Regions from separate parts of the Mus musculus genome. Here regions 1, 2, 4 and 5 are each linked to region 3. Evidence: chromatin contacts called from public promoter capture Hi-C data. All regions are on one chromosome and are shown on one strand. The core of a region is the stretch at or near the end of the contact, and the rest is flanking DNA. Distances in the headings are between cores, read along the strand shown. Region 1 holds the start of Gjb2 (gap junction protein, beta 2). Region 2 holds the start of 2410022M11Rik (RIKEN cDNA 2410022M11 gene). Region 3 holds the start of Setdb2 (SET domain, bifurcated 2). Region 4 holds the start of Cryl1 (crystallin, lambda 1). Region 5 holds the start of Parp4 (poly (ADP-ribose) polymerase family, member 4).

The links. Promoter capture Hi-C pulls out the DNA fragments that hold promoters and counts their contacts.
Region 1: a promoter capture Hi-C map of liver shows a contact between it and region 3, with 6 times the contacts expected there. The contact joins the promoter of Gjb2 here to the promoter of Setdb2 in region 3. A contact is called at or near these places in 2 of 39 promoter capture datasets (both in liver).
Region 2: a contact with region 3 is called in a promoter capture Hi-C map of pre-B cells, with 8 times the contacts expected there. The contact joins the promoter of 2410022M11Rik here to the promoter of Setdb2 in region 3. A contact is called at or near these places in 7 of 39 promoter capture datasets (the 3T3-L1 cell line, 3T3-L1-derived adipocytes, cranial neural crest and 3 more).
Region 4: a promoter capture Hi-C map of pre-B cells shows a contact between it and region 3, with 4 times the contacts expected there. The contact joins the promoter of Cryl1 here to the promoter of Setdb2 in region 3. A contact is called at or near these places in 3 of 39 promoter capture datasets (hippocampal neurons, liver and pre-B cells) and 1 of 115 datasets of contacts at active chromatin or transcription factors (astrocytes).
Region 5: a promoter capture Hi-C map of pre-B cells shows a contact between it and region 3, with 8 times the contacts expected there. The contact joins the promoter of Parp4 here to the promoter of Setdb2 in region 3. A contact is called at or near these places in 8 of 39 promoter capture datasets (the 3T3-L1 cell line, 3T3-L1-derived adipocytes, the C10 cell line and 4 more), 1 of 115 datasets of contacts at active chromatin or transcription factors (astrocytes) and 2 of 9 other capture datasets (adipose tissue and liver).

What each region holds. Positions count from the first base shown.
Region 1 is chr14:57,103,373-57,106,072 of GRCm38.p6, reverse strand. Gjb2 (gap junction protein, beta 2) reads left to right here and starts at 1,371. Exons shown (of 2, transcript NM_008125.3): 1 at 1,371-1,604. It overlaps Gm32912 (a long non-coding RNA gene), which reads right to left and starts at 1,408. Exons shown (of 5, transcript XR_383459.4): 1 at 1-1,408.
Region 2 is chr14:56,810,738-56,813,437 of GRCm38.p6, reverse strand. It overlaps 2410022M11Rik (RIKEN cDNA 2410022M11 gene), which reads right to left and starts at 1,449. Exons shown (of 1, transcript NR_152252.1): 1 at 1-1,449. It overlaps Zmym5 (zinc finger, MYM-type 5), which reads left to right and starts at 1,974. Exons shown (of 8, transcript NM_001253753.1): 1 at 1,974-2,104; 2 at 2,579-2,698.
Region 3 is chr14:59,439,363-59,442,185 of GRCm38.p6, reverse strand. Setdb2 (SET domain, bifurcated 2) reads left to right here and starts at 1,306. Exons shown (of 14, transcript NM_001320720.1): 1 at 1,306-1,599. Gm45935 (predicted gene, 45935) reads left to right here and starts at 1,306. Exons shown (of 24, transcript NM_001320725.1): 1 at 1,306-1,599. Cab39l (calcium binding protein 39-like) reads right to left here and starts at 1,223. Exons shown (of 11, transcript NM_026908.4): 1 at 1,168-1,223.
Region 4 is chr14:57,397,147-57,399,984 of GRCm38.p6, reverse strand. Cryl1 (crystallin, lambda 1) reads left to right here and starts at 1,502. Exons shown (of 8, transcript NM_030004.3): 1 at 1,502-1,577. The coding sequence starts at 1,537.
Region 5 is chr14:56,574,343-56,577,042 of GRCm38.p6, reverse strand. It overlaps Parp4 (poly (ADP-ribose) polymerase family, member 4), which reads right to left and starts at 1,424. Exons shown (of 35, transcript NM_001145978.2): 1 at 1,313-1,424. It also overlaps a transcript of Cenpj not described here.

The DNA of each region.
Region 1 (2,700 bases), core at 122-2,621, 2.3 Mb after region 3:
GGGTAGTAGCAAGCGAGCGTGCAACCTTCCTCTGCCCAAGCAAGAGCAGTCAGGTCTGCCCGCGGCAATGTGCCAGCTTTACAGGGAAAGCATGTACCTTCAGCCATGGTCCTTTCATTGAAAGCCAATCCTTCGACCAGACGGGCCTTGTCAGAATGAATCAGTCTCTTCACTGCGTGTAAAGCTAATCTGAAGGAACTTTGTGGGGATGTGCCGTTTTCATTCCAAACCTGGCAGCTGTAGGACTCGGGTTGCAAGTAGTAAGGTGAAGCTAGCTGGCCTAGGTATCCCAAAGCGTAGCTAGCTCTTGTGAATGTCCACCGTAACTCCTCTCAAAACTATCCAGACAGCCAAGCAATGTGGAACACCGAGCCCTCAAAACCCACGAACAGCTTGGCGGAGAGAGGTAGATGCAGGCTGCCCAGGTCTTCCCAGCATCCTGGACTCCAAGAGGGATGGGCTTGCCTAACCTCTTCTGCTCCCCCCCCCCTTCCGCATCCCCTGCACCGGCAGAATCTGGGTGCCCCTTCCTTGCAATGCTTTCAGTTGTGGAAAAGAGGACACAGAGAGCGGGGGCACAGGCAGAGAACCCTCCAGAGACTGTGACAAGTCCACTTCCAGGCCAGCCCTGGAGACGCACCTCTACATCTTCTTCTGTCCTAGCCACTGGCACCCTGTTCAAAGTGATCGAATTAAATCGGGAATTCAAAGAAATAGAAGCCAGAATTTGGCCAGCCCTGGCGGCGCCCTCTGTTAGTCTGCCTTGAACCCGAATTCTAGATGCCTCAGCTCACTGCACTACGGGAGAGGAGTCTCCTGTGCGCTACTGGAAGCTGCAGGCCAACACAAAACTGTACCGTCCGTTTATCTAACACGCACACACACACACACACACACACACACACACACACACAAGTATATATAATATTACTACAGCGAAGCTTCGAATATAACAGCACACTTTCCACTAGTGAGAGTAGTAAGAGCAACATCAACTCTCTTTCAACATCACCCAATCCCCCAAAAGCGAGTAGCTGGGACTTGGAGCTTTGCGACCTGCGTCCTGGGTGAAGACACAGGTCTACCAGCTCTGTTCAGGCTGCGCTCGGGACAGGACACTGGAAGAGCCTTGAGCTCAAAGAGAGCTGGGGGTGGGGTGGGGCGGAGTGGGGTGGGGAGTGACCTAGGCTCCAGGAGAGCTCGCGACTCGGCGGGCCCTGACGGCTCTGGGTGCCCGGAGAGCCCCGCCCGTGGCGCTGGGGGTGGCGGGCTACTGGGAGCCGCCTCCTCCGCAACTTTCTCAATCGCTCCAGGGTGAGAGAGGCGGGGTGAGGGCTTTGGTTAAAAGGCGCCGCGGCCAACAGGTGTCCAGGATCGCAGCGCGCGGCGCGCTCCGCTCTCCCAACTCGCAGCCAGTCGGCGGCGCTCCAGTCCACTGAGCGCAGCCTCCACCGGGACCCGCGGCGACCAGCACAGGATCAGCCGGCGACCCATTTCGGACCAACCCAGGAGCGGCCCCGGGACCCGCTTCAGACCTGCTCCTTACCGGGGACAGCGCCTCGCCGCTTCCCGCCACCCAACGCTGCACGCTCCTCCGGACACAGGTGCGACCGCCAATCCGCGCCACCGAGTCACACTGGTGTAACCCGCCCCCGACCGCAACGCCCCACGGTGGCTGGGGCGCGAGACTCAGCCAGTAGGGACGCGTGAGGTGCGAGGAGGGGTGCGGGCCGCCACGGTCCTGGGAAACCGAGGCCGGAACGCGCTGCGCGGTCCCTACGGGCCACCGCCACCCGTGCATAGGGACCCGAGCTGTGAACGCGTTTCTTCGGCTGCAGGCGTCTGGCCCGGCTCGGGGTTGGAGCCGGCTGCTCTCACCGCCGCGCACAGCCTGAGCCGGGAGGTCCCGCACAGCGCGGGGTGGGGAGGGACGCGGGGGCCAGGCTGTTCCGCGCACGACTGCGACGTGTCGCCAGTATTCCTTCGCTAGAATTTTCCCGAGGCCTCCTGGCTGCGTTGTCTGCCGCCATTGAAAAGTTTTTAGCTAACCGAAAGCTGAGCAGGAAAACTCAGTTTCATTTGTTAAGCAGGAAGCCTCCGTGGGAAGACACTGACCTTTACCACCTAAAGCACTGGGGTGACGTGGGCGACCGCCCAAAACGCGCGGCCGTAGCCGCTCCCGCGAGCTGGGGAACCCCAACCTGCACTCGGGTGGAGATTTTGATTGCTTTTTTTTTTTTTCTTTCCTTAAATGCTTTTTAAGGATTTGCGTCCAGGCGGGACGTTACAGCTGGAAGGGAAGGCACAGGTTCACAGATGGCGTGCTGCTGAGAAACTTGTCCCTTAGGACAATTGCATCAGCCCCTTGGTGCTGCCTCAATGGAAGGGAAGGGAGCGTAGGCCTAAATGGGACCCATTGCTCAGGTCCACGGGATTGTCCTGAGAAGCCTGGCTCAGTCATGGCTACACTTACCCCGGAGTCCTTTGGGAACTATGGGCAAAGCCAGTGAATTATGAGAAGGGTGGAGGGTGCGGTGGGGTCAGCATCTAGAGGCAGTCCACCAGCTCCCCGAAGTATCCTTTAAGGCAAATAAGGGTCATATGCAGTATATACTATAAACATGGAGAAGCTCCCTTCTACTCAGGAGCGAATGATTCACCGGTTCAAGGCAATCTCCAGGTGTCCCATGCCAGGTAGGG
Region 2 (2,700 bases), core at 200-2,699, 2.6 Mb after region 3:
TTTGTGGTTTTGTTTTGTTTTTTCTCTTTGAGGCAGTTAATGTATCCTGGGTCAGCTTTGAACTGATTCTGCTACTTCTGTGCCTTTAATACTGGCACTCCATTCCTGTGCTATGAGGTGTGGGATTTTGTTTTCAAATCATATCTAAGCCTAAACCAAGAAAGCAGTGGTGACATGCTTACAATCCCAATGCTCCAGAGGCAGAGGAAGAGAGAGGCAAAGGCAGAAGAAAGATCACAGAGTTCCAGGCCAGACTATGCTAGACATTGTCTTAAAAGAGAGACTCATATATATTTTTGCTCTTTTGGTTTTTCAACTCAGGGTTTTTCTGTGTAGCCCTGACTGTCCAGGAATCCACTTTGTAGACCAACCTGGCCTCGAACTCACAGATATCCAACTGCCTCTGCCTGCAAGTGTTGGAACTAAAAGCATGCGCCACCAAGTCCAGTTAAGAGTCATATATTTTCACATATTATGTAACAAGAACCTCAATCCAACCTAAAAGCATCAGTTGTAATCCCGCTAACAAACACCAGGGCGAGGTGCATTTCTTAGGTTACAGGGAGTCCTGGAAATCCGGCACCAAGTCTTCTGCCAAAGACATGGGTATAGACGAGGAACAAAAGACCCTCGTGCCGCCCTCCAGCGGCTCCGCTCCGAATGCGTCCGGTGGGACTCCCATTAGAGGGTCACTGCCCACGGAGCCAGGATGAAGCGAAGGGCACGCGATGGCCCGAGGCCCGGCAAACGTGGAGGACAGGCGCCGGGCAGGCCGGAGAGCGCGTGCTCGGCCAGGCACCGACGGCCAAGGCCAGACAGCCCAGGTCCCAGGGGCGCGAGCCCGCTAAGGGAGCCCGGGGCTCCATCTTGCCCGGCGGCAGTCTGGGGTCACCACTGTCCTGTGGCCCCGCCGCAATCTCGGCGCGCAAACTCTTGGCGGCCGAGGACAAGGCCTATGGTAGAGCGCGATCGGACTCGTTCCGGGCCAAGTTTCTCGTCCCCACGGGTTCGGTTCTGATGGGCCCCAAGTTCTCCCAACAGATCCCACAAAATGGAGGCCGACGTCTCCTCCCGCCGCAGCCATGGCGGAGGTGGGACACCCTTCCCACGGGCCAGGCAAGGTGGAAGCGCCTGCACGGCCGCCAGCGCACCAGTCCCCTTGCGGCCGCGGCCGGGCTCGCCCCCTCGGTCCGCCGCAGGCATTGCCGGGCTCGCCAGTCGCCGGGGTCTTGGGGGCCTGGACAGGGAGGACGCCGGGACATCGAGGCCGCGTCTCTCCTCGAGCAGAGTCGCAAAGGGCCGTGGCGACCGTCTGGAGGCCGAGACCCAGTGTCCCGATCCCGGGCCCACCGGAAGCCTCGACGAATATCGCCCGCCCCCAGGGCCGAAGCGCGAGCCGAACTGCGGGCAGCGCCACTCGGGCTCCTGACCCGGGCAGACCCCGCGAGTGGGGGCGGGGCGGGGGCACGGAGGGAGGGCGGAAGAGAGGGAGGGCCGGCCCAGCCCGGGGCTGGCGGCGGGGGGGGGGGGGGGGGGGGCCGGCAGGCCCGAGGGCGTGGCCCAGGTCTGACGGACAGCCGCCGTGACTACCTCACCGAGGAGGGTCCTGAAAGAAGGCCGACTGGGCCAATGGAGCCTGCCCGAGGCATTCCGTGCCGCCCACGCCATCAGCCAATGAGCGTGCGGAGGGCGGGGCCTCCCCGGGCCCCGCCGTGCCACCGCCTCCTCTGCCTCCTCCTCACCAGCGCTAAAGCCGGGACTGGACCGAGCGGAGTTGTGCGTGTCGCCGAAGGGGGGTGGGCCGGGGGAGGGGAGGTTCGTTCCGCGGAGCTGCAGCCAGAACCCGGTGAGGCTTCTCCCCGCCGTCTTTCCTGTCGAGGGCCGCGGAGAGTGGGGGTGGCTGGGAGCAGCGCAGCCTCGGGAGGAGGAGGCGGAGGCGGGGGCGACTGGGGAGGCGGAGATGGGTGAGGGCAGCGTCGGGAGCCTCCCACCGAGCCGGGCTTAACAGCCCGCGGCGGCCGGTGTCGCGGCTGCTGCGTCGGGGCCTGAGGGTGCGCTGGGGGCCGCGCTGATGTCCAGGGCGGCTTCGCGTGCGGCCGGAGGGGTGAGGGAGCGCGGGCGCGGCAGGGCTGGCTGGGTGAGGCGGCCGCGGGGCGGGGAGCGCGAGAGCCTCCGGGTGCGGGCGGCAGCGGCCGGAGGTCGAAGAGTGTTTTCCTTTCTGTGCTGCGAGCGGGCGGGCGGGTCGGGGAGGGGCCCTTTGGCCCTCCCGCCCGGGGGCCGCACTCCCACCCTGTCTGTTCAACCGACACCCCAAGTTTTCCGTGTTAAGGGGCGTCCTCTTACGTCCCGCGGCGTTTTCTCTCTCTCTCTTTTTTTTTTTTTTTGGGTCGGTCTGTCGCAGCTTTTAATCTTATTTGAGCCAGTTTCTAATGGCTGACCTGGTGCCTGTCGCGGGCTACTGAGGAGTTAGGCCCTAATCAAGTGCTTGCGGCAAATGGGACCCAATTGTTGAACCTCTCCCGGGTCGGATTTGTACTTGAGTGGTAACTACTTAGGAGAAATGTGAATCCCTTTCTAGATTCGAGGACGCGTTTACTCTTCGACTCAGCTGCGCGCTCTACTCATAATTCTGAAACTGGAAAGAACATATGAGCTTGGCCTGCTGTCGTTTAGTTGATCTATTGTTTATTTGGAGAAGGT
Region 3 (2,823 bases), core at 57-2,556:
TAATAAAAAAAAAAAGAATGCTTTCTACTTCCTTTTCTACTTTTTTTTCCCCAAGAGAAAACTGGAAAGAGGAAAGTACAGTGTCTTGCTCTTCCCAAACTCCAACACCCTCCTTAAATAATACCCTGTTCCATAAAGCCAGCCCGCATAGCATCGCAGACCCAGAAATGTACAAAGCTGTCATGGCTTTCTTGTTTGGTTGGTTTTGACTAGGTGCAGAAAACATATTCGACATGTGTTAAATTTAATGTGAAGCTTCACAATTTCGTTTCCAAAAGTCAACTTTAATTGCATAGATGTATTCATTTGAGTTGTATTGTTTTGGGGTTTGGTTAATTTTGATGTGTTTTTCTTTCTTTTTTTTTTTTGCAAACTTTTTTTTAAAATCAAGTTTATAATGTTAAAAATATGTAAAGAGAAATTTACAAAAAAAAAAAAAAATCAGCACCTTTGAAACTGGGGTAAGGGTGTGGCGCTCCTGTGGCAGAAAGATCCGGTCTGCCTGAGCTACATGTATACCTAGCATGAAGTGAATTTGGAGCATGACAAACACTAGTTTACTTCCCGTTTCTCCTTTTTATTTTATTTTATTTCTCTCTTTTTTTCTAACGTCATTGAATGAATGCTGGCGGCATGCTTATGAATAAAACTACTCTCACACAACCTGCTGTCCATGTATGTCAAAGGATGAACTCTCGAGAAGGGCAAAGGCTCCGCAGTTGGCCCCTGGCAATTGACAAAAAAGAAAAGTTCTCTATCGACCCGGAGGCCAGTGGTCGAGACAGCCCCCTCTCCCTTCCACGACTGGCTTTCCCGTGTTGAATCCTACAGCCAGCCTCCTTTAATCATGACAGGGGTCGGCGGTGGGAATCTTCGCGCCACAAACACTGCTGAGCAACTCTCGGAAACCAAGGGATCAGGGTTAAGACAGGAAAGCAAAGCCTGCGCCAGACTCTAATGACCAGCAAAGCCAAGCCGGGGCCACCGCCACCGCCACCACCACCACGCCTGCCTCCCAAACACAGGGAGGAGACTCCGGGCGGGCGAGAAGAATCCCCTGCTAGTTAAGTCGCCCCTTCACTCCCAACACTCCTGTCACCCCGAGGACTCTCCTTCCACACACACACTCCCAGAGCCGGAAAAGGCTCGCCGCAGCCACACACCTACCGCGGGCAGAGAGCGCTGCGCCACCACTCCAGCGAAGTGCCTCACTTGGCTGCCGAGAACCCGATTGGCCGTAGCAGTCCGCGCGAGACAAACCGAGAGAGTCGCCGACCAATCAGGAGGCCGCGCGCTCCGGCCGGCGCCGCGGGGCCGCGGAAACTGTGTGGAGCTCCCTTGGGGCTGATGTCTCCCCCGCTGAGGTGAAGCCGCCTCGGGACTGCAGACTCTGGTGCGGACAGTGCAAGGCGCGCGGGGTGCCAGGCCGCCTCAACCCGCTGTCTCAGTAGCGGGGGTGGCCGGGGCTCTCAGTCGCGTTTCCCCCACCGTCTTGCGGCGCTCACTTTCGTGGCTGGTGATTTCTGAGTAATTTGGCTATCATGGGCTGTAGACAGCGGAGCACAGACAAGATCTTCAGGACACTGGTCCATTCCACAGGTAAGGTTACACTGGCCATGAACAAATGAAATTATTTATCAGTTGAACTTGATTGGTATCTTCGGAGCGACGGACTGACTCACTACTCAACAGTCCAAGATCAATAAAGTCACTGCAGAAAGGGATATGATTGACAGATCATATGATTGGCATGTAGTAACATGGTTCTTTGCATGTTAGTGAAGAAAACCAAAGTGGAGGATTAATTTATGTTTAGTCTTAGATTTGGTAAACAGACCATTAGCTCTTCCAAATACCCTACCACATACGATAGGATAGGTTTCTATTCTTCACCAGAAGGCGTTTTGCCATTGTTGTGTTGTTTAACATACGAACACGTTAAAAATGTGCCTGACCCTGACTTACGCTCCGATTATGTCATGCCTATCAAAGAACCAACGAGATAGTGGTATCTTAGTTTTTTTAGTTTCTTTTTCCTCCAAGTAAAAAGGAAACTTAGATCTAAATGAAGTTGCCTGTATGTTTGGCCAGATGAAAGTTTGAGACTGGCAAAGAACCAAATTTAAATAAAATTCTCCTGGCAAGCTGGGAGATGGTGGCTGGGGAGGCAGAGACTAGCGGATCTCTTGAGTTCTCTCCGGATTGAGTTCCCGGAAAGCCAGGGTTACCCAGAGAAACGTTGTCTCAAAATACAAAACATACAAACAAATAAAAAGTACACTAACAGTGAAATATTAGTGTTGTCTTTGGAAGATAAGCTTTAAATTTCCTTAACTTTTTTTGGCAATTTTTTTTCTTTTGTAAATTAGCTTCCAAGCTACACTGGTGAGAGCTTTTTCTTTAGTTGCTGTTTGCTATGTGGAAGTCCAGCCTAGTAGACCAGGATGGCTTTGAGCTACTGGTCCTCCTGTCCCCACCTGCCCTTTCCTGAGGTGTCAGGCTGAGTGAGTGTACTGAGGTGGAAGTTACTAGAATCTAAGGTGGAAGGCAGCTTGGCAATGTCTCTTTGTGGCACTTGGATATCTGTAGTATTAATTTTACAGTGGAAAGGTTGCCTGGCTGAAGTACAGTGTATAGCTTATGTTTCCCTTTTAACAGTTTGCATTTCTGGTGAGTCTCATTGCCAATGTGATACATACTTCTTTTTGGCTAACAGATTTTCAAGTTTCTAAGAACATTTTGGTGTTCTGAAGCATATCACAGTTAGTGGTATATGTCAAGCATATTCTGGGCTGGAACCATAGCCCAGTCAGAATACGTGCC
Region 4 (2,838 bases), core at 253-2,752, 2.0 Mb after region 3:
AAGGAAGAGACAGTTTAAAGCTGCCTTAGGTTTGTAAGAAAATATGTCTTAGTTAGAGTTTCTATTACTTCAACAAAACACCATGACCAAAAAGCAAGTTGGGGAGGAAAAGGTTTAGTCTTGCAGTTTGTCACCGAAGGAAGTCAGGTCAGGGACTCAAGCAGGGCAGGAACCCGAAGGCAGGAACTGATGCAGGGGCTATATAGGGAGCTGCCTACTGGCCATCCACAATGGGCCCTCCCCTCTTGATCACTAGTTGAGAAAATGCCTTAAGCTGGATCTCATGGAGGCATCTCCTCAACTGAGCAGCCTTCCTCTCTGATGACTCCAGCTTGTGTCAAGATGACACAAAACCAGTCAGTACACTCTCCCTTGCAGAGAGGGACTGGCCATCAGTGTAATTTGGCCGATCTGATGGGTAAAAGGTGTTTTCCTCGTGCCACTTTTCATCTCATTTAAACGGGGCTCGGCATCTTCAAATGTTTATTGATAATTTGTGGAACTGTTTAAAAACCTGACTGCCTCAGAGGTTTCTCTTTCCGAATCCCTGACAAGGTGGTGGGAATAAGGCAAGTGTCTACTCTCCTGAATCTGTCAGTGTGAGTGTGTTCTGATTTCAGCTTTTCCCAAACTGCTGGCCTCAAAGTGTTTCCACTTCCGATTGTGGGCACAAAACTTGTGTCATGCAGTGTAATGCCTCTCGTTCTCTGGTCTCAGACCCAAGTGTAATCAGGGCACTAGCCTTTTTTTTTTTTTTTTTTTTTTTTGCAACAGGGTCTTGCTGTCTCTGAATGTAGCCTGGCTGGAACTCCCGGTTCAGCCTCCCAGGTTTTGCGAGAGCAGGTGCATTCCATCACGCCCTGCTTGGTTTTTCTTTTTCTTTTCCTAACACATTTGGCACTGCACGCCTCTGGAAGGAGGAAGTAAGGCACACAGAAGCTGTGGTACGCTACAAGGAATTCAAATTCGTCCTTCCGTTTCTCAGAGTAACATATCCGGAGTTTCCATTTGTAGCTTGTCCCTTAAGTATCCGGGCCTCCGTTCACATCAGTGAAGCCAGGCTGCAGGTATCTCACCAGACCTGGATTTCCAGTGTAGAGTAGAATGTAAACAGTGGAACAAAAGTCCTTAAAGTGACAAACTGGTGCTAACGTCTTTAAAGCAACATTTTCTTGAAAGTGTCTCTGGGGTGAACCTTTGCGCCAACCTGGCAGTATCCGCTCATGGTTTAATGGTTTCCTGTTAGAAACTTAAAAATAAAAATTGCTCAGCTCAGAAGTGTCTGGTCTTCCCTGTTTGCATCCACCGTCCCACGCTCCCCGGTGCTAGAGCCCAGTGGCCTTCCTGAAGTCTCTCCCCGAGGGCTCCGCCTCTCCTGCGCCTTGGCCCCTCCCCGGAGCTTGTCAGCCAATGGGATAGTCCTCATGAGGTTTGGGCACGCCCACCCAGGCGCCCAGCCTTATTCTGGCGCGCGACCCGCTCTGCTTTGCTCGCTCCCTCCGCTAACGCAGCTGTACAGCCAGGCCCGGATCTGCCATGGCGTCCCCAGCAGCGGGCGGGGTGGTGATCGTAGGCAGGTAAAGGTCTCAGTGGCGCCGTGCTGCAATGGCTGGCGCCCTGGCAGCGTCCCGAACGCGGGACCTCCCGCGGGCGGCCGTGGGTGCCTCGGGTGGGCATCAGGCTGTACCTCGCTCCTCCAGGCGCTTCGCACTTGGGCTCCGAAGCTAGTCTGGCAGTAGACTAGGTGGTGGCCGTGGCTTAGCCAAGCAGTAAGGAGAGCCTTAAATCGGTGCGGGGTCACTTTTGTCAGCGCAGGCCAGAGGTGCCTGGCATCATTGAATACTAGCAATGAACCTGCGAAAACTGTGTTCTTATGCTTTTGAGACGGAGGTCTTGTGTAGCTCATCCTGGCCTCAAAATTTCTAGGTTAGCTGAGGCTATCCTTGAACTCTTGATCCTCCTGCCAAATACCCCAGCGTGAAAGCAGCTTATTCTTATTAAGAACGCAGACAAGAGTTTTACCAAGATGATAGTAACTAACGGATAACTATTGGCCTGGGTTGGCAAGGAGGCTGGTTCGCATGCACCACTGGGCTAGGCTAAATCTCTCGAGGCAGAAACCTTGTCAGTCAAGGCACCCTGCTTTCCTGTGTGTATGTGTCCCAAGGCAGGAGGCTGAGTCACTTTAACAGCCCAAGTTCATCTGACACACCAATTTCTGTTCTCATGATTCCCCTTTCTCCTTATTGCTTCTTTTTTTAAAAAATAAGAACGCTTAGAATATCTTTCATTGCCTAGCTGTCTGAAAGTCTATCAACGTGTAGCAACACATAATAACTAGTATTGGTTGGTAGCTATTAAAGGAGTGGCTTCATGTCCCTGCTTATAGTTTTGGCTACTTGTTGTTCTGCCTGCAGACCAGTCCCAAGTTCAGGCTTTTTCCTTGAGAGTTCTTTGGAGGGAGGTGTCAGAATGCTGTTGCTATTTTCTCTCTTACAGAACTGCAGAATTAGCTGTACCTTTGTCCTTTCCCGTGGTTGCCTGTGGTTGAATGGTCAAGAAATATCAAAAGTGTGCACTTTGCTCCTGTGGTGAACTGTGCTGCCTCGCCTTCTGTGAGAGCCACTGGTGTCACGGGCTAGGTTTTTGCAGGTCTCCGTTGGGAAGTAGATCTCTGCCTGCACCTGACAGGTGTCATGTGGGATTTTGACTGGATTTTGCATTCGTCTGGCTGTGGGTGGTTCATAGACTCCCAAGGAGAGACTCAACAGTCAGTTATTTCTGAGCTCATGGACAGGGAACTAGAAGGGGGCCGGGACATCTTAAGGAGCACAAGAT
Region 5 (2,700 bases), core at 175-2,674, 2.9 Mb after region 3:
AATAGCTTTTAAATATCAAACTCGAGCCTGGTGGTGGTGGTGGTGGTGGTGGTGGTGGTGCACGCCTTTGGTTCCAGCACTCAGGAGGCAGAGGCAAGCTGATCTCTGAGCTTGAGGCCAGCCTGGTCTATAGAAAAAGTTCTTGAGCAGCCAGGACTATACAGAGAAGCCCTGTCTCGAAAAAACAAAACAAAACAAAAAACTGCACAGTGGAGAGAGAAGGCTGCCTCGCTAGGGAGTGAACACCCACGTTTCTTCCTTTCAGCGTGTCGTAGGGGAGCCCATCACAAGCCGTCTTCCTATTGGCTGCCCTGAGACAGATCCCAGCTTTGATCCTGTTGTTACTCTTCCTTACCTCATCTCACTGCTTACAGTCAAACATGAAAGTCAGGGCATGAACCCCTGACAGGAACGTGGAAGCCGGTGGTTCTCAATCTTGACCCCTTTGACAGTGGGTTTAAGACTATAGGAAACACAGATATTTTTACTTACTATTCATAACAGTAGCACAATTTAAGGAACTGACTGGATTAAAGGCTGTGATTGGCATGTAAAGTGAGTAGATTAATTAGTGGTCAAGGAAGAACGCAGTTTACTGGCTTGCTTTCTGTTTCTGCTCACCTCATACAATCCAGGACCACCTGCCCAGAAGCGGTGCCTACAGTGGGCTAAGCTCTCTTCCTTCAGTTAGCAATCAAGAAAATGCTCTGCAGACACACCCCAGAGGTCAATTTGACGGAGGCGATTTCTCAATTGAGGTTCATTTTTTTCCAGGTGCGTCAATTTAACAACCAAGAATAGCCATAGCACCGGAAGTACCTTTAGTAGGACAGAGGCATAAATCCAACCTAAGGACAAATCTACGTGGGGCGGATTTCCTGGCCTTCCCCTTTTTCATTAACATAAATTGTAACTGCCATAGGTAAGGCCTAGACAGACTAAGAATTTCTCTATTCCCAGTCTTGGCTAAAACTGCAAATTAACTCACCCCATCTTTTTTACTTATTTTTTGTCTTAATAGGACCCGGAGCTTAGTCAGATTCGGCTAAATTTCAACTCCAGACCTCAATGAGTTATTTTCTTCTACCAAAAGTTTCCTCAACTTTCAGAAAGTAAAGAAATGTTGCGTTCTGTTGCAGTTATTTTCCCAAAACAGCAGTGGGTCTGATGGCGCAGTCAACATTGACCTCCCCTCCCCTGGCACTCCCCTCCTAGGGCCGCTGACCCTGAGCCAGGCCTCAGAAGGTCAAGACCACCAGAGACTACCGGGGACCCTCGGGCTGTCAGACAGCCTCCTGGGGTACCCACGCACCTGCTCGGAGATCCCGCCTGGCCCTTCCTGGTGTCGGATGGTCCCCTCCTCCGTGCTCCGCAGCCAGCGTTCCAGCCTTGGTGCTTCCGCTCCAGGCGCAGCCGGGTTAGGTGGGGCGCGGCGGGGCGGGACCGTGGCTGCGGCTCCTGAACACCGGACCTACGCCCCTTAGAGGGATGTCCTGCGACTGTCCAGCTGGGGAGAAGGCGTGGCCTCAGCTTTCCAGATCAGCCTAGCGTTCAGGACTTTCACTTTCTTTTTCAGAGTGTAAATTGCCAGTAGGAGTAAACCCAAAATTCGAATCTGGGAGACTTGATGGATGGGGACTTTTGACAGAGAAATGATTACGGATTGGGGTTAAATAGGGTGCTGGAATCCCAGGGCAGGTAAGAAACAAATTTCCCAAAGGGGCATCAGAGAGAATTTAGGACTGAAGAGCTAGGTCATTGGTAGAAAGCTTGGCTAACATTTGTGGGCCCCTGGGTTCGATTTTCAGCAGCAACAGTGGAAGAAAATGAGAACTTCTGAGTTTGAAGCGCACAATAGCATCCATCACTAATTGGAGACGCTCAAACGATGGGTCTAGGGCTAGACAGCTCAGCTGGTTATTTGCTTCACATGTGTGGGCCCTGGGCGCTAGAATCAGAAATGTACTGAGTAGGGACTGATTTAGAAATAATTCCATTAATAATTTCAGAATATGATGAATGAAACGAGACTATAAGGTCTAGACTAGAGAATTGAATGTAAAAGGTGAATTTTGGTGACATGATTTATTGGGTGCTGTCCTCAGGTGCCAAATGATCTGGAACTTATTATGTGTACTAGGCTAGGTAGCCAGTGAGCACTAAGGATCTACCAGTCTCTTCCTCCCAGCACTGGGGTTACAAGCACATACCATTATGTGTGGCTTTATATGTATATTATATGGCTTTATATATAGTATATATAATATACTATATTTGTTTGCATGCATACACATATGTGTGCTTATGATTTCTCTTCTTCTTTGACATGACTGGGTATAGGACTCATGTCATCAGGCTTGTAGGGCAAATACTTTACCCACTGAGCCACCTAGCCAGCTTCCAGCTTTTTCCTTTTTAAAATGGTGGGGGGGTGTGTTACACTCCGGTCTTTATGCTTACCAGGCAAGCACTCTAGGGACTGAGCCACCTCCCCCTCCCTAGAAACGTCTTTACTGGACTGAGGATATGCTTCAGCAGGTTAAAGTGCTGTGTGAAGCCCTGGGTTCAGTCCCTAATACTGTATTAAAAACAGGGTTGGTGGTATATGTGTGTAGTCCCTACAGACTGGAGGTACAGACAGGAGGATCAGAAGTCAAAGATCTTTAGTGAGTTCTTAAAAAGCAAAGCAGAAAAGGAGAC